4 separate regions of the Mus musculus genome follow, and regions 1, 2 and 3 are each linked to region 4. A link is a contact called in public Hi-C and HiChIP or PLAC-seq data. All regions are on one chromosome and are shown on one strand. Each heading gives the region's core, a stretch centred on a gene start, on an enhancer-like site or on the middle of the called end of the contact. The rest is flanking DNA. Distances are from core to core; before and after follow the strand shown.

Region 1 (3,248 bases), core at 67-2,566, 500 kb after region 4:
GGGCCATGGAAACCTCAAATGTGTCTCCAAGGAAGATGCGACATTGGGGGGGAGGGGCTGAGGGCTGAGAACTATGTAAAGAAACAGGAGATAAACGGAGTCAGAACAGCAAGGCGGACAGAGGTCCTTCACCATCTATTTTTAATTAAAAAAAAAATGCTTCGGTCTGCCTTGTAAAATAAACAACTAGCCAGTAGGATTGACTCCTGTGCTAACTTGAAACTTTAATTTCTAATCGGAAACCCATCACCTATGAGATAGGCTGGGCTCTCTCTTAGCATAGAGCAGCTGTAACCAGTCTCTATCCACTAACCACACCCATTCCCTGCTGTTCTCCAGTTGTGGGTCCACAACCATTTTTACATCTTTAAAGGGCTGGAGGGACAAACAAAAGATAAGGGCCGAGAATGTGGCTCAGCGGTCAAGGGCCTGCTGCCCGTCCAGAGGACCTGGGTTTTGGTTTCCAGCACCCACACGGGGTAGCTCCCAACCACCTGTAACTCCAGCTCTAGAGGACCTGACACCCTCCTCTAACCTCTGTAGGTACCTGCGCACGCAGGGCGAACATACAAACACTACACAAATAAATAAAAATAAAAAATACAAAGATAACACTTCAAACCACATGAAAATAATTTGGAGTTACACCCAGTTTGGCTCCGTTGTTCACTCGAGGTCTGCGGCCACCTTTGCACCACCAGGCGGACTTGAGTTGCTATAGAATATATGGCTCACAGAGCCTGAGGTTTACACCTGGCCCTCTGTGCCAAGCTTGCTGGCGTAGTTAATGACAGGGTCACTATACAGTCACAAAGAGATCCACTCTTATCATCAAGGTTTATGATGTAGGGTCAAAGGTCATAAATCATAAGAGGGCACACTGCATTCTTGTGTGCATACCATAAAGCACATTATGGGTCAGGAAAGGCTGCGTGCGCACAGTTTAGGAGAGTGCAAGGTTGCTCATCCCAAGCTGATAGGACCAAGCTGGACCAAGCACTAACCTGTAAGGAACCTCTCTCTTTAAGTCACCTTACTTCCAAGTGCAACAGATTTTCTTCCTGAATAAGCAGACACAATTTCTGTGCCTGTGGTTGTCAGGGACACAGGCTTAGTGTTGCAGGGATCAGTCTGCAACACAGTGTCAACTGCTCGCTTCACACCCACAAGAACAAGGTCAGGTAGGATTTTATTGCTGTTACTTCACTGTAAGACTTTAGTTACTCAAAATAAAGCATTCATCTGTACATTCAGTGTTCCCAGCTGGAGGTAACCACAGCTCCAGGAGCATGGGAACATCATGAGAACCGGCTTATGTCCACTGTACAGCCACTGCCGAGCTGGGGGCCGGGGGAGGGCAGTAAACCTACATCAAAGGGCTTTCAAGTTTCAGATGCTCCAAAAGTCAAAGCTCCCACAATGTCTACCCCAGCATAGCATCCCTACCCCAACATAGCATCTGTCTTAGTCAGGGTTTCTATTCCTGCACAAACATCATGACCCAGAAGCAAGTTGGAGAGGAAAGGGTTTATTCAGCTTACATTTCCAAATTGCTGTTCATCACTAAAGGAAGTCAGGACTGGAACTCAAGCAGGTCAGGCAGCAGGAGCTGATGCAGAGGCCATGGAGGGATGTTCTTTACTGGCTTGCCTTGCCTGGCTTGCTCAGCCTGTTTTCTTATAGAACCCAAGACTGCCAGCCCAGAGATGGCACCACCCACAAGGGGACCTCTCTCCCTTGATCACTAATTGAGAAAATGCCCCACAGCTGGATCTCATGGAGGCACTTCCCCAACTGAAGCTCCTTTCTCTGTGATAACTCCAGCTGTGTCAAGTTGACACACAAAACCAGCCAGTACAGGATTCCCTACCCCAGCATAGCATCCCTACCCAGCATAGCATCCCTACCCCAGCATAGCATCCCTACCCCAGCATAGCATCCCTACCCCAGCATAGCATCCCTACCCCAGCATAGCATCCCTACCCCAGCATAGCATCCCTACCCCAGCATAGCATCCCTACCCCAGCATAGCATCCCTACCCCAGCTTGACACCCCACAGTATTGAGTGACCGCTGTCTGCACACAGTACAGGATCCCTACCCCAGCATAGCATCCCTCCCCCAGCTTGACACCCCACAGTCTTGAGTGACCGCTGTCTGCACACTTACTGTGGAGATGTAAGCCACCAGAGCAACTCAAGAGGCGCGTGCTTCTATCTTAAAGCCCCAGGGAGAACATTTCAAACTTCAGGACAGTGCTATAAAAGGAGGGGCGGGCTTAGCAGGCCAGTGTGGAGGTGCAGGAGGCTGAGGAAGGAAGAAGGGGCTTCAGTCCAAGGTCAGCCTGAGCCACCGAGGGAGGCAGACGCCCAGCATCTAGCCTCTACTCACGAGAACACATACACACACACACACACACACACACACACACACACACACACACACGCACTCGTGTGCAGATGTACCTGTGTGCACACAAGCACGCACATACACTTGGACATCCATACACAAGACACACAAGTAAAACAAACTTTAAAGAGTACAAAGTATATTTAAGCACAAAAAAAAAGTCACAATGAGACACATTTTTGTAAGCTAACCAAAAACATAATTTTAAAAATTTATTGTTATTTTGTGTGTTTTATGAGTATGACTGTTTTGCCTGGCTATAGGACTGCCCATCGTGTGTATGCAGTGTTCCTGGAGTTCAGAGAAGGGATCAGAGTCCCTAGCACAGGGGTTACAGAAGGCTGTGAGCCACCATTTGGATGCTGGTGCACGGACCCAGGACGTCTGGAAGAGCACTCATCTTTCCAAGCCCCTGAAACACAATTTTAAAATATTTTTAAAATATTTATTGAGGGCTGGAGAGGTGGCTCAGCGGTTAAGAGCACTGACTGCTCTTCCGAAGGTCCTGAGTTCAAATGTCAGCAACCACATGGTGGCTCACAAACATCTGTAATGAGATCTGACGCCCTCTTCTGGTGTGTCTGAAGACAGCTACAGTGTACTTAGATGTAATAATAAATAAATCTTTAAATAATATATGTTTATTGAAAACAAGTGTGGGACGCACTATCTAACCCTCCCCTCTGTAAAGCACGCCAGGTGAACTGTGCGTCCACGTGGATGCACATGTATGTGCACTTGTGCATGCATGTGCAGAGGCCCAGAGACCCTCCTCGGGAGTCAGTCCTCAGAAACCACTCGCCATGGTTTTCAAGAGAGGGTCCCTCACTGGCCCACAA
Region 2 (3,419 bases), core at 421-2,920, 260 kb before region 4:
TCCCAAAGCTCCTCTCCACCACACAAAGGGAACAGCAAGAGCAACCTAAAAATCCCCAACACACACCCACCAATCCAATCCTTGAGAGCATTCCCATGACAGGAACTCAATGTGTACCAAGGAGGGAAAGGGAGAGAAAAATCCTGACATTATAGTCAAATAAAAATCTCCAAACTCCCACATTCACCCACTGACTTCAGCTTCGCAACGTCTTTCAATCACTTCATTAGTCATGTACCTGCCAACCTAGCTGTCCCCTGAAATGTAGACAGAAGCCTTTCAGGAACCGAGCTGGCGCTTTTCTTCTGCCAGGAAGGCTCCTTTCCCTATACAATTCTACAACTCATGAAAAACCTGCTTCCTTGGGGAAGCCTTCTTTGATTTCACAGATCAAGGTCCCAGGCCCATTAGGCACAATGGATAGCTGGCTCCTTCTGGAAGACCCGTGACTATGTGACTTTGCTGGTCACCTGCTTTCCCAAACTATCAGATTTGCAATGGCAAGACCTGTGCCAGGGTTTTATTCGCCCATTACATCTCTACCTAACAAACAGCAACTGCAATTAAATATCGAATAAGTGTGTGGGGCGCTAAATTCTGTGCTAGCAAAGGTGTCATCTTCTAAGCAAACGACCAAGGCGAGGCACCAAACGTTTAAAAATAAAAATTGTAAGAAAAACATTAGCTGAGAATACTTTTTGAGTCAGGGTCTCACTATATAGTGTTTACCGAGTCCCCTGGCTTGAGTTAGCCCAGGGCAGTTCAGGGAGACGGACAGCTTACTCTTCTTTGGACTGGCAGCAGCAGCAGCAGTCAGGAGTGCTCTGCCAACATGACACTGTCAGGATGGCACCAATTCTATCCTTAATCTTCAAATATTTCTAATGTTGGAAGTCAAGGTGTACTTGGTCTGGCACTTTCTAAGAAGATAAGGCTGGCCTTCAACTGACAGAAATCCTCTTGCCTCTTCCTCCCTCTAAAGTGCTGAATTAAAGGCACGAACCATCAAGCCCTGCGATAGTTTATTAACTTTGTAGTTTTGTTAACCTAAGAGAAATATTTCGCTGTCTTGTTTTTACCACCGCGTTGACGTCTGAACATGGTAACATGTTCAACTGTGGTTCTCCTCACAACCAATGTACTCCTTGCACGATTAGAAGTCGTTGTGAAGTGGTGTCACACTCTGCAGCGAGTGAAATTAAATTACAGAATCTGGCCCCTCTCGGTTACCGGTCCGGACAATCCTAGTCACTCGATTTAGTTGTAGGTCCTTATGGAACTTGTTACACGTGACATCCCGCCATTATCAGGGTTGACAGTTGGTTACTATGGGAACGGCTACTGACAGCCCAAGCAAGCTATCTCACTGAACTATTCTTGACTAACTCCGAGCCGGGCTCCGAGGCGCCGCTGTGCCGGCTACTGCCCCGAAGCTGAGGAGTCCGCTCCCACTCACCCGGTCCTGGGCCCTGCGCATCCTTCAGCAGGGTCTTGAACCGCACGCCCGTGAACTCCTCCGCTCGCGTTCGCTTGACTGTGCCAGCGGGGGACGCCGCGCTGCTGGGACCCTCTGACGCCTTCCTCTTGGGGACCCCCATGGCCCAAACCACCGGGCCAGCAAAACGGCACCCTCGGAAAACCCACGCGACCGGAAGCACCGGCGGCAAGGAAGGGGCGGGACTGGAAGGAAAGGCGGAGCCTATGAGGGGAAGCCGGTAAAAGAGCCGGTCTTCGGGTGAGAAAGGGCGGAAGGGGCGGGGCCTGCTGAAGGGGGCGTGGAGAAGGTAGAACACCTGGGGGCGGGGCCTTCTGGGGCGTGTCTCTGGGTGGTGTGGGCGTGGCTTGGTGCTTGGGTGGGGCCTGTAGGGCCTGGGATTTCCCCAAGGGTTCTCTGGCTGTGCTCTGCCTGCAAAGAAAAATCACATACCCGCCCTTAGCTGCAACAATCTGGGGCAGATGGATCAAAATGCTTCCCCTGCTCCCGCAACTCCCTGAGCAGGAAGAACTCCCAGACCCACAAAGAGCAGCACAAAGAGCTCAGATATTTAAAAATCTCTGAGCATTTTAATGATATCCTTTGAACAACTTCATGAGATTGATACTTCCTCAGTTCAAGCCCCCTGCGTGTAAGTGTAAGCCGGGTGAATTCCCGAGGGCTTGACATCAGGTGGACTTACCTCTGAAAAGCCCTAGCTTGGGAATGTGGTCCAGAGTGTCCGTAACCCTGAATCCCCAGTTTTTGTCACAACCCTAGCCAGAAGGCCTAGGCTGGTTAGATGTCATTTCAAGTAACCTCCATCCACGCTTGCTTCCCCCAAACCTTGATGCACTCCTTCTGTGGTGCTGAAGGCCAGGGGCGATCAAAGAAAGCAAGCATTTAAGAAAACCTCCTTGGACAGTGCCCGCATCTCAGCACCCTCGTTAAAAAGGAGACAACAAAGCCGGCTCTCCCCAGTCCTGGGCTGGAGAACGGCAAGTAATGTAATGTTTAAAGAACTGCTTTAAGGGGACAGAGAGTACGATACAGTTTTTATTTGTTGTAAGCTGTTGATTTACAGGCTGCATTCAATGCTCTGGCAAAAATGTGGGAAAGTAAAAACAGTCAGTTGCATAATTAAAAAAAACAGATCTTATCAATATCTTGGTATGTATTTAAAATTCCAAACTAGCCTGTTAGTTGGGAAATCGATGGTTTCTGAAATTCTCTGTCATATTCTTCTAGTCTAATAAGGCACACTTTTGGAAGCAAGTATCTTTTAAGCATCTAAGAATGTGGTCCCTGTCACTCCTATGATTTTAGAGTCCCTAAGAGAAAAACAAACAAACAAACAACAACAACAACACTTGCCTTTGACTTTGAGCCTGTAGCCTACAGAAACAACTGCATCTGTGGGAATCCCTAGGTCCCGGGCCTGTCAGAAAAATGAAGATGACTAAAACCATGAATAATTTTGAGAGAAGAGGCTGAAGACCGACTTGTGACCAATTGCCCATGTTGACACTCACCAGGACCCAAACAAAAGGCAGCAAGAAGAAGGAAGAAACAGTCTAAAGCCTTGAGTTTAGCTTATGTGATGTTGGGGGAAATTATCATCTCTCTGTACTAGTGGAAGTTATAAATAATTGGGGGTGGGGGTGTGGCTGGGAGGGTGATGGTCTCAGCTCAATCCCCAGAACTCACACGGTGAAAGGAGAGACCTCCTCTCACAAATTGCTTTGTGGCCTCTACATGCATGCTGTGGCAAGTCTCTCTCTCTCTCTCTCTCTCTCTCTCTCTCTCTCTCACACACACACACACACACACAGCTCACAAAATATTTTTTAAACCCACAAGAATTAGTGAGACCAGGGAACTTACCAGGGTACTCAGGATCCTAGCCTCAATTACATAGAAGCTGCCCCTGTCCATCCTAGCCTTA
Region 3 (3,286 bases), core at 324-2,823, 480 kb after region 4:
TAGTCTTTTGCTGTGTCCACAATAAGCCTACCTCCAAAGGGGAGAAGCAATGGGGAGGTAAGAGAGAGAACACAGAAATGGCGGCACACAGCACAATCAAAGCAGTTGCTCAGAGGGACAGACAGAGCCAGGAGTGCTACACACACAGGAAATGCCAGACCGGAGTTCCTGTTATCTTCCGCTGCCAGCTGCCAGATCTCAACAGAAGACTCAGCTATCAACGACATCAGGGTTCCTCTAGGCAGGAAGGGCAAGAGAGTGGATGCCAGCACCTAGCTGGCCTTGCCCTGACAAAGTTGCCTTGGGGAAAGGAGAGAAACGCTTGTCTTTGGGGGGTTGTATGCTTGAGGCATGGGGTACAGATCCAGGGAATATGCCCTTAGCACTGTGCTGAGGGAGGGAGATTCTAGACAGGGGTGTGGTAGGGAGTGGGGTGAGGCAGTAGTAGCACTTCCAAAGGCTTACCATTTGGGGTCAAGACCACAGGCTGAAAAGCTTAGTGATCACAGGTCCTTCGTGGCTTTAGCTGAGTCCTTTTCCTTACCCTGTCTCATAAAAATAAAACATGCCGGGGGCAGGGCACGGGGCACTCAGAGGGGTATACTTATAATCCACAGCCTGTGTGGTTAGGTTTTCTCTCCTCTGCGGTTTTCAACACGTCCTGTTGAGAGGATCCCCACAGCCCTCCTCTTCTCCTTGGCATGTAAGTACATTTCTGGGTCTTGAAATTCTCAAGTCATAGTTCAAATTTTTGCTAGATAATTTCATCACGTATTTTTATAACAGGCCAACTTCTGGAGCCACAGGCACAAGGGAAGGGTTTGGGGGCCCACGACTAACCCCTGAGAGGTAGAGATGTGAGGATCTGTGAAGTTCAAGGCCAGCTTCAACTACAGTTTAAAGTGGCTTCCTAAGACTGAGGCCTCAGCGGTTAGGAGCAATAGCTGCGGTTCGATGACCCCTTTCTTTGACTCTTGTCTCCCTCTAACCATTCCTTTCGTTGCCCCCTTTTTTGTGGCCGAGGTGTGAACGTCTCTGCCAACAGGCTGGCCACTGGGGAAGGCTCAGGCTGGGAGCCTATCCCTGCCCTGCTCTGGGGTCACTTCCTCGTAGCTTCACAGCCACAGAGGGCCAAACCCACAGACTATTAAGCAACCAGTACAGTTCCTCTAGCTTTTCTTCCTCTGTGACACCACGGCCTAGAGGGTCCTCTCTGCTATACCCTTAAGTAGCCCTTTGCTTAAAAGGATTCAAAGCTTAGCACGATCTTTCCGGTCATTAAAGAGAACAGAATTCAAAATAAATGGGTCCTTAAATCGTACGTGGCGGGAGTCCGAAGTGGGGTGGGGTAGGGTGGGGATGGGTGTCCACGGGTCTCTCCAGAAGGATGGTACTAGAGATCTCTGGCCACACATTGGAGGTCGGCTCGGCGAGGTGTGGCCGGAGTCACCGGGGCTGTGTGCTGGGCTGCGGGGGCCGCGGTTCCCGGGAACACCGGGGAAAGTCCCCACGGGCCGGGCGGGGGCGGGGCCGGGCGCGGTGGGGGCGGGGCGGGACGCAGGCGGGGCGAGGCGGCTCTGCGGCTAGGCTGGGGAAGAGGCGGGCGCTCGGCTCGCCATGGCCGCTGCGGTGCGAGTCTGAGCGGCGTCCACCCCGCGGTCCCGGGCCGCCCGGGCCATGCGGCCTTTGCCACTGTGGCTGCCGTCGCTGCTGCTCTGTGGGCTCGGTGCCGCGGCGTCCTCGCCAGGTAAGCGCGACCCAGGAGACCCCCCACCCCACCCCCGACTCCTCGGGCTCTCCTGGGTGTCGCGTCCGCGCGTGGGTGGCTCCGGGAGCTTGCACCCGGCACAGGGTGGGGTTCTGCAGTCGTTCCCGATCTGCGGGTGACCGCGATCGGACGGGGCACCGACCAGGAGGAATCTGCAAGAGGGAGCTGCAGTGAGTGTAGCGTGGACCACGGGGAATTCCAGGCCTGGAGGTGGAGAGCCCAGTTCGTCTTTGGCTCCTTGGTGCCAGGGAGATCAGCTGACGGGCAGGACCAGTATTTGTCTGGGCAGCCTATAAAATCCTCGTACTCAGTTCCTCGGGATCTTATAGATGGGGAGCAGAAATGCCTGTGTCCCCTCCAGTGTATGGGGACAGAGGGTCAGCTGAGGCACACTTTTAATCTCAGCTCTATCCTACTCCGCCCACACAGCCCTTTACCGGGGTTCAACTTCCCACTTTTGTCACCAACCTGACTGTATTTATGAGCCAGTCATCAAAACCAACAAAAGAAAGACATCACTAACCAAGAACATTCTTCCTACGTGATTATATTTTGCTGGGTTCTTTCCCGTGCAGAGATCATATCAAAGCTTGGATATCTGGAGTCCACAGTGGTAGTGGGGTGCACCCTTGTGAAAACACAGAACTCAGGATGAGAAAAAGGGGTCCTGAAGTTTCTGGCCGGCCGGGCCGGCTTGGTTTACTCAGTGGGTCTTGCTGTTGTTGTTTATTTTGTTTTTTTTATAGTTTGGCCATTAGTTAAATAAGCCTACGAATTGGGACGTTCCCTCCCATTGGAAGTGGTGTTGAGGAGTTAGTTGGTCCTCTGTCAGCATCCCTGCAAAGGCCCTTAAGTTCCCTTTCTCCTTAAGGGCAGAGGAGCACAGGAGGATGAGTGGGTTACGCAGTTAACTTGTTCTCCTGGAGTCAGACAAAGACTTTAAACCCTGGCTCTGATGTTCCCCATTTTGCCTTGAGCAATCTGTGTCTGACACACCCACACACACAGGTCTCCTTTGGAGGAGAGCCTGCGATTGTCTGAGATGTCTGTGAACTATGTGTTCAGAAGTTGATAGGCGTATTTAGAAACTTTACAACAGACATTTTTCTAATGATTAACTTTTTATTATGCTCCACAAAAGTCGTGGTCTGTGGCTCATTAACAACAAATTGGATCCTTAGATATTTTGAAAATGGTAGCCTTTTGTAAATTTCTTAGACTCTCATGCCACTCTTAACGCGAAATTTTCACACTTTTTTTTTAAAAGAAAAACTAGGATATGTTTAAAAGAAACCCTTTTAGTCACAGTGCAGAGTGAAAATATTGACATTGTTCTTGCGGCCAACAGGTAATGAGAAGATTCCCATAACTGTTCCATAGGTTATGAATGGCCCTCAGGAATCATAAAATTGCTTTTAACAACATATTCATGTTTTGCCTGCATGTCTATGTATGTCTATGCACCACTTGAGTTCCTGGTGCTTACGGAAGCCAAAAGAGGCCATCATATCTCCCAGA
Region 4 (3,593 bases), core at 36-2,535:
GGTGTGAGAAGTGATAGGAAAACTAGCCAGAGAGAGCCCCAGGAGTCCCTAACCAAACTGGGCAGTTACCTGTCCTTCTTCTGAACACGGAGAAGCTGACGATGAGAGAAACTTTCAAGTTTTCCCCTGGAGCGACCTGGAATTCAGGGAGGTGGTTTACTCCCTGGTATTTGAACCTGTGGCTTTGCTTAGCTGTGGCTGCCAGCTAGACAGCTTCTCCCAAGTCACACTGACTCCTGTCCCCTTACTTGTCTCTTAAAGGCACAGGCACCCGCCACTGGGTGCCAGATTCTCAACCCTGATCATATGCCAGTTTTAAGCAATGAAAAACTGGTGTGAGAAAGTTGGAAACCACGAGATAGCTGTTGAAAAGCACCAATTTCCATAAACACGTTACAGAAACTATTAGTCTCTGAAACTGCCCTATTTCTGTCAGAAATAAAAATGAAAAAAATTGTTTCCCCTCCAAACATATTGCATTATTCATTCTAAAAAAAAAAAGTTAAAAACTTAAGAATCACTTTTTTCACAACATGCAGTTTGCAAACAATAAAAGTCTGGCTTTTTAGTATTTTATAAGGTCTTTTCCCCCATAAATGCCTTTTAATCTTATTTAAGAAGTTTACTGTTTGTTCTTTAGTTCGAGTTTTCTGAGGAGGAAATGCTATGACGACTGGCATGAGCTGTAAGACACCTCTGAAGGATAAAGCAAGGCCCCCAGACATCACATCGTAGGCAGTGCTACTTCAGAGGCCTTGATTTTCTTTGCCACTCACTACGGAAAGAGCCAGGGTCTGGGGCTGCATGATCGTTATTAGGTATTAAAGATGAGCAGAAGAGCTTAAACAAACTCTTAAAAATAGAAACAAGTTCAGATCCCTATCTGTGTAGGGTCTAAATGAAAAGACCATTCCACTCCTTGCTTAGTGCCCTAAAAAGTGTTTCCTTTGCAAGACAGAGAATGGTAGTAAGCTATCCAGTTGCGTAGAAGCCCAAAGGGTGTTTGGTGGCACCCACCACCTTTACAGTGACATATTCCAGGGATGCGGCAGTTCCAGGAAGTTACCCTGATAGAGCCCCTCCAGTCGTCCCCAGACTTTCTGGCCGTACAGCAGAAGTCTGTTGAGCTGACAGGCGTTTTAAACAGAGCAGGGGCGCTACTTACATTTTGCGGCCCCACGGCAGGGCCTTGCCTGTCCAATCTGCAGACCTTGGAGCTCTTCCCTGGCCACTGCGCCTTCACCCTGGCTTGACAGCTGCTTTAATCTGCAAGCCGGGTGGAATGCGTGGTCTCGTGGTCTCTCACTTACTGTTCTTTTCTGTTTGGCCTGGTGGTTTCCATGGCAGCCAGAAGGAAGCTGACTGGCCTACCAGTTTTATTAACCAGTAGGAGAGAACCTGTCTCTTTGGGGCTGTTAAGCCGGGAAATTTTCAGAAGAAACGGGGAGTCTACTGCTGCTGTAGACTGACCACAAAGGAGAGGCGTAAATGGAAGAGATTCTACTGCAGCCGGAAGTTGCATGGATTGACTGTGGACTGCGGAGACGCCTGGACGACACTTTTACATCCACGATTTGTTCCACTCTCTTAGGCCTGATGAATTTTTACTTACGGTTGGTAAGTGCCTCAGATGGTGCAAAAACCATTCGACTGTGATTGCTCCAAAGAGAACATGAATTCATTTCTCTTTCTGGGACGTAGCCCCAGTCTCTCCCCTCTCATGAACTCATTTTTAAATGCTAGAAGCCAGAAAGTAAGTAAACATGTAAAAAAAAAAAAATCTGTGTTCATTCAGTGGTGGCTTAGTCTATTTGGGGCTGCTACAAAATGTCCTAAACTGGATGGCTTAGAAACATTTCTTAGGCCGGGCAGTTGTGGAGCACGCCTTTAGTCCCAGCACTTGGGAGGCAGAGGCAAGTGGATTTCTGAGTTCGAGGCCAGCCTGGTCTACAGAGTGAGTTCTAGGACAGCCAGGGCTATACAGAGAAACCCTGTCTCAAAAAACCAAAACCAAAAAAACCCAAACAAAACTAAACCATTTCTTAGTCTTTTGGAGACAGGGAAATCTAAGACTCTAGTCTTATATTCAATATCAGATGAGGAAGGGGCACTTCCTGGCTCATAGATGACCCCTTCCAGGGATGTCCTCACAACCCTTCCAGGAATGTCCCAGCCCCTTCTATGACTCCCAATTTCATTCATGAAGGTTCCAATCTTGTGACCTAAAATCCAGTCTTTAATGACTAATGAAGGCTGGATAGAGGAGGGTCTCACTAATGTGATACATTACGGGACCAGAGAAATGGATATAGAGTCACCTGAATATGGGATAACACTACCCACCCACCCACCCACCTATCTACCCACTGGTCCTTACCACACACAAGCACTGTGCCAGAAGGCTTGAAGGACACAGAGGTAAACAGGAGTGATTGTGGAAAACCATGTAAAGGAAGGAACAAAACCAATAGACACACATCTTAGCAATGGTGGGGCCACCTTTCTCCAGGGAGGCTGAAGTTTTTTTGATCAGGGTCCCTAAAGGATGCCCAGGAGTGGAGTGAGTCAGACACAGGAAAACAGTCCAATGACACCTTATTGAGTGGTCATTAACCAATGGTGTATGAAAGGGGGTGAAAAAAATACTTCATCTCCTTGTGAGGGCTGTGGCACCCACGTGGAGGTCAGCAAAAACCTCAGATGGATGTTGTCTTTACCTTCCACATGAGCCTCCCCCTCTTCCTCCCTCCCCAATTCCTTCCCTCCTCCCTTCTCCTCCTCTCTCTTCCTCCCTCCCTCCTTCCTGCTGTGTGCACCTGTAGTTTTGCCTCATCCTTCTGTAGGGGCACTGGCATCATAGGTGTCTGAATCCCCCCAGGCTTTAGGTGGGCTCCGGGGTACTGAACCCAGGCTCACGCTCACATGACAATCACTATCCCTTCTTTTCTTCTTCTTCTTCTCTTTCTCCTTCTCTTTCTCCTTCTCTTTCCCCTTCTCTTTCTCCTTCTCCCCCTCCCCCTTCCCTCTCCCTCCTCCTCCTCCTCCTCCTCCTCCTTCTTCCTCAGTCTGACAATGTTCTCACACGTCCCAGGGAATCCACAACTCAGACAACTAAGCAGACTACTAGAGCAAAGGTTCAGAGGCAGCAGAGTCCCAGAAGAGCCTAGTGAGTGGCTCTGAAAGCCAGTGAATCAGAGTTAAGACAAAGGGACTTGATGGTTTACTCTTGGTTTGTAATCCTGTTGAAGGTAGTTTCCTCCCAACTGAAACGCCTCCCTCAGGAGGGAGGGGAGACTTGGGAGGCAAAGGGAAGGCCATGCATCTGGAGGAACAGGAACTGGGAAGACGCTCCAGGGCACCCCCCCCCCCCAGCAGTACTGAAGCAGTCAACCACCGGGGAGCAACTGGCCGGCCTGGGAAGCTGCTGTAAGCTGTGCAGAGCTTCGGCTCCAGCTTTCATACCCAATGTGCTGGGCCGGGCTTTTCTGTGATGCAGGTCCTTTCCTGCTACCCCTGTGCCTTAGAAGCATCCCTCACCTCCATTCCTGTCAGTAACCCCAATAAAAACTTACCTGTTCGCCATTTGGATACCA

Evidence for each region. A called contact is a pair of places that touch in the nucleus more often than the background predicts. HiChIP or PLAC-seq counts read pairs in DNA pulled down with a chosen protein or histone mark.
Region 1: a contact with region 4 is called in a Hi-C map of Sertoli cells, with 2.6 times the contacts expected there. The contact joins the enhancer-like site here to the promoter of 4932438H23Rik in region 4. A contact is called at or near these places in 22 of 484 Hi-C or Micro-C datasets (the 63-12 cell line, B cells, the C2C12 cell line and 15 more) and 3 of 9 other capture datasets (embryonic stem cells, liver and macrophages).
Region 2: a Hi-C map of Th1 cells shows a contact between it and region 4, with 3 times the contacts expected there. The contact joins the promoter of Urb1 here to the promoter of 4932438H23Rik in region 4. A contact is called at or near these places in 11 of 39 promoter capture datasets (the C10 cell line, the HPC-7 cell line, HPC-7-derived erythroid cells and 7 more), 4 of 15 datasets of contacts at CTCF or cohesin (the G1E-ER4 cell line, embryonic stem cells, pro-B cells and 1 more), 51 of 484 Hi-C or Micro-C datasets (B cells, the Ba/F3 cell line, CD4 T cells and 18 more), 8 of 115 datasets of contacts at active chromatin or transcription factors (T-cell acute lymphoblastic leukemia, bone marrow-derived dendritic cells, embryonic stem cells and 2 more) and 4 of 9 other capture datasets (embryonic stem cells, liver, macrophages and 1 more).
Region 3: a contact with region 4 is called in an H3K27ac HiChIP or PLAC-seq map of regulatory T cell precursor, with 4 times the contacts expected there. The contact joins the promoter of Ifngr2 here to the promoter of 4932438H23Rik in region 4. A contact is called at or near these places in 10 of 39 promoter capture datasets (3T3-L1-derived adipocytes, the C10 cell line, the HPC-7 cell line and 6 more), 2 of 484 Hi-C or Micro-C datasets (cerebellum and female germline stem cells) and 17 of 115 datasets of contacts at active chromatin or transcription factors (the 230-238 cell line, CD4 single positive thymocytes, Th17 cells and 12 more).

What each region holds. Positions count from the first base shown.
Region 1 is chr16:91,565,430-91,568,677 of GRCm38.p6, forward strand. No RefSeq gene overlaps it. Among named protein-coding and RNA genes, the nearest start is that of Ifngr2, 20 kb to the left of the region's middle. Within about 2 kb of position 1,317, at least 24 of the 459 cell types and tissues checked have an H3K27ac peak or open chromatin away from gene starts, as enhancers often do. A contact at or near this core is called in Sertoli cells and embryonic stem cells, where this site is marked.
Region 2 is chr16:90,808,743-90,812,161 of GRCm38.p6, forward strand. It overlaps Urb1 (URB1 ribosome biogenesis 1 homolog (S. cerevisiae)), which reads right to left and starts at 1,671. Exons shown (of 39, transcript NM_029497.1): 1 at 1,457-1,671. The coding sequence starts at 1,598.
Region 3 is chr16:91,545,486-91,548,771 of GRCm38.p6, forward strand. Ifngr2 (interferon gamma receptor 2) reads left to right here and starts at 1,574. Exons shown (of 7, transcript NM_008338.4): 1 at 1,574-1,747. The coding sequence starts at 1,678.
Region 4 is chr16:91,067,867-91,071,459 of GRCm38.p6, forward strand. It overlaps 4932438H23Rik (RIKEN cDNA 4932438H23 gene), which reads right to left and starts at 1,286. Exons shown (of 3, transcript NM_028905.4): 1 at 1,166-1,286.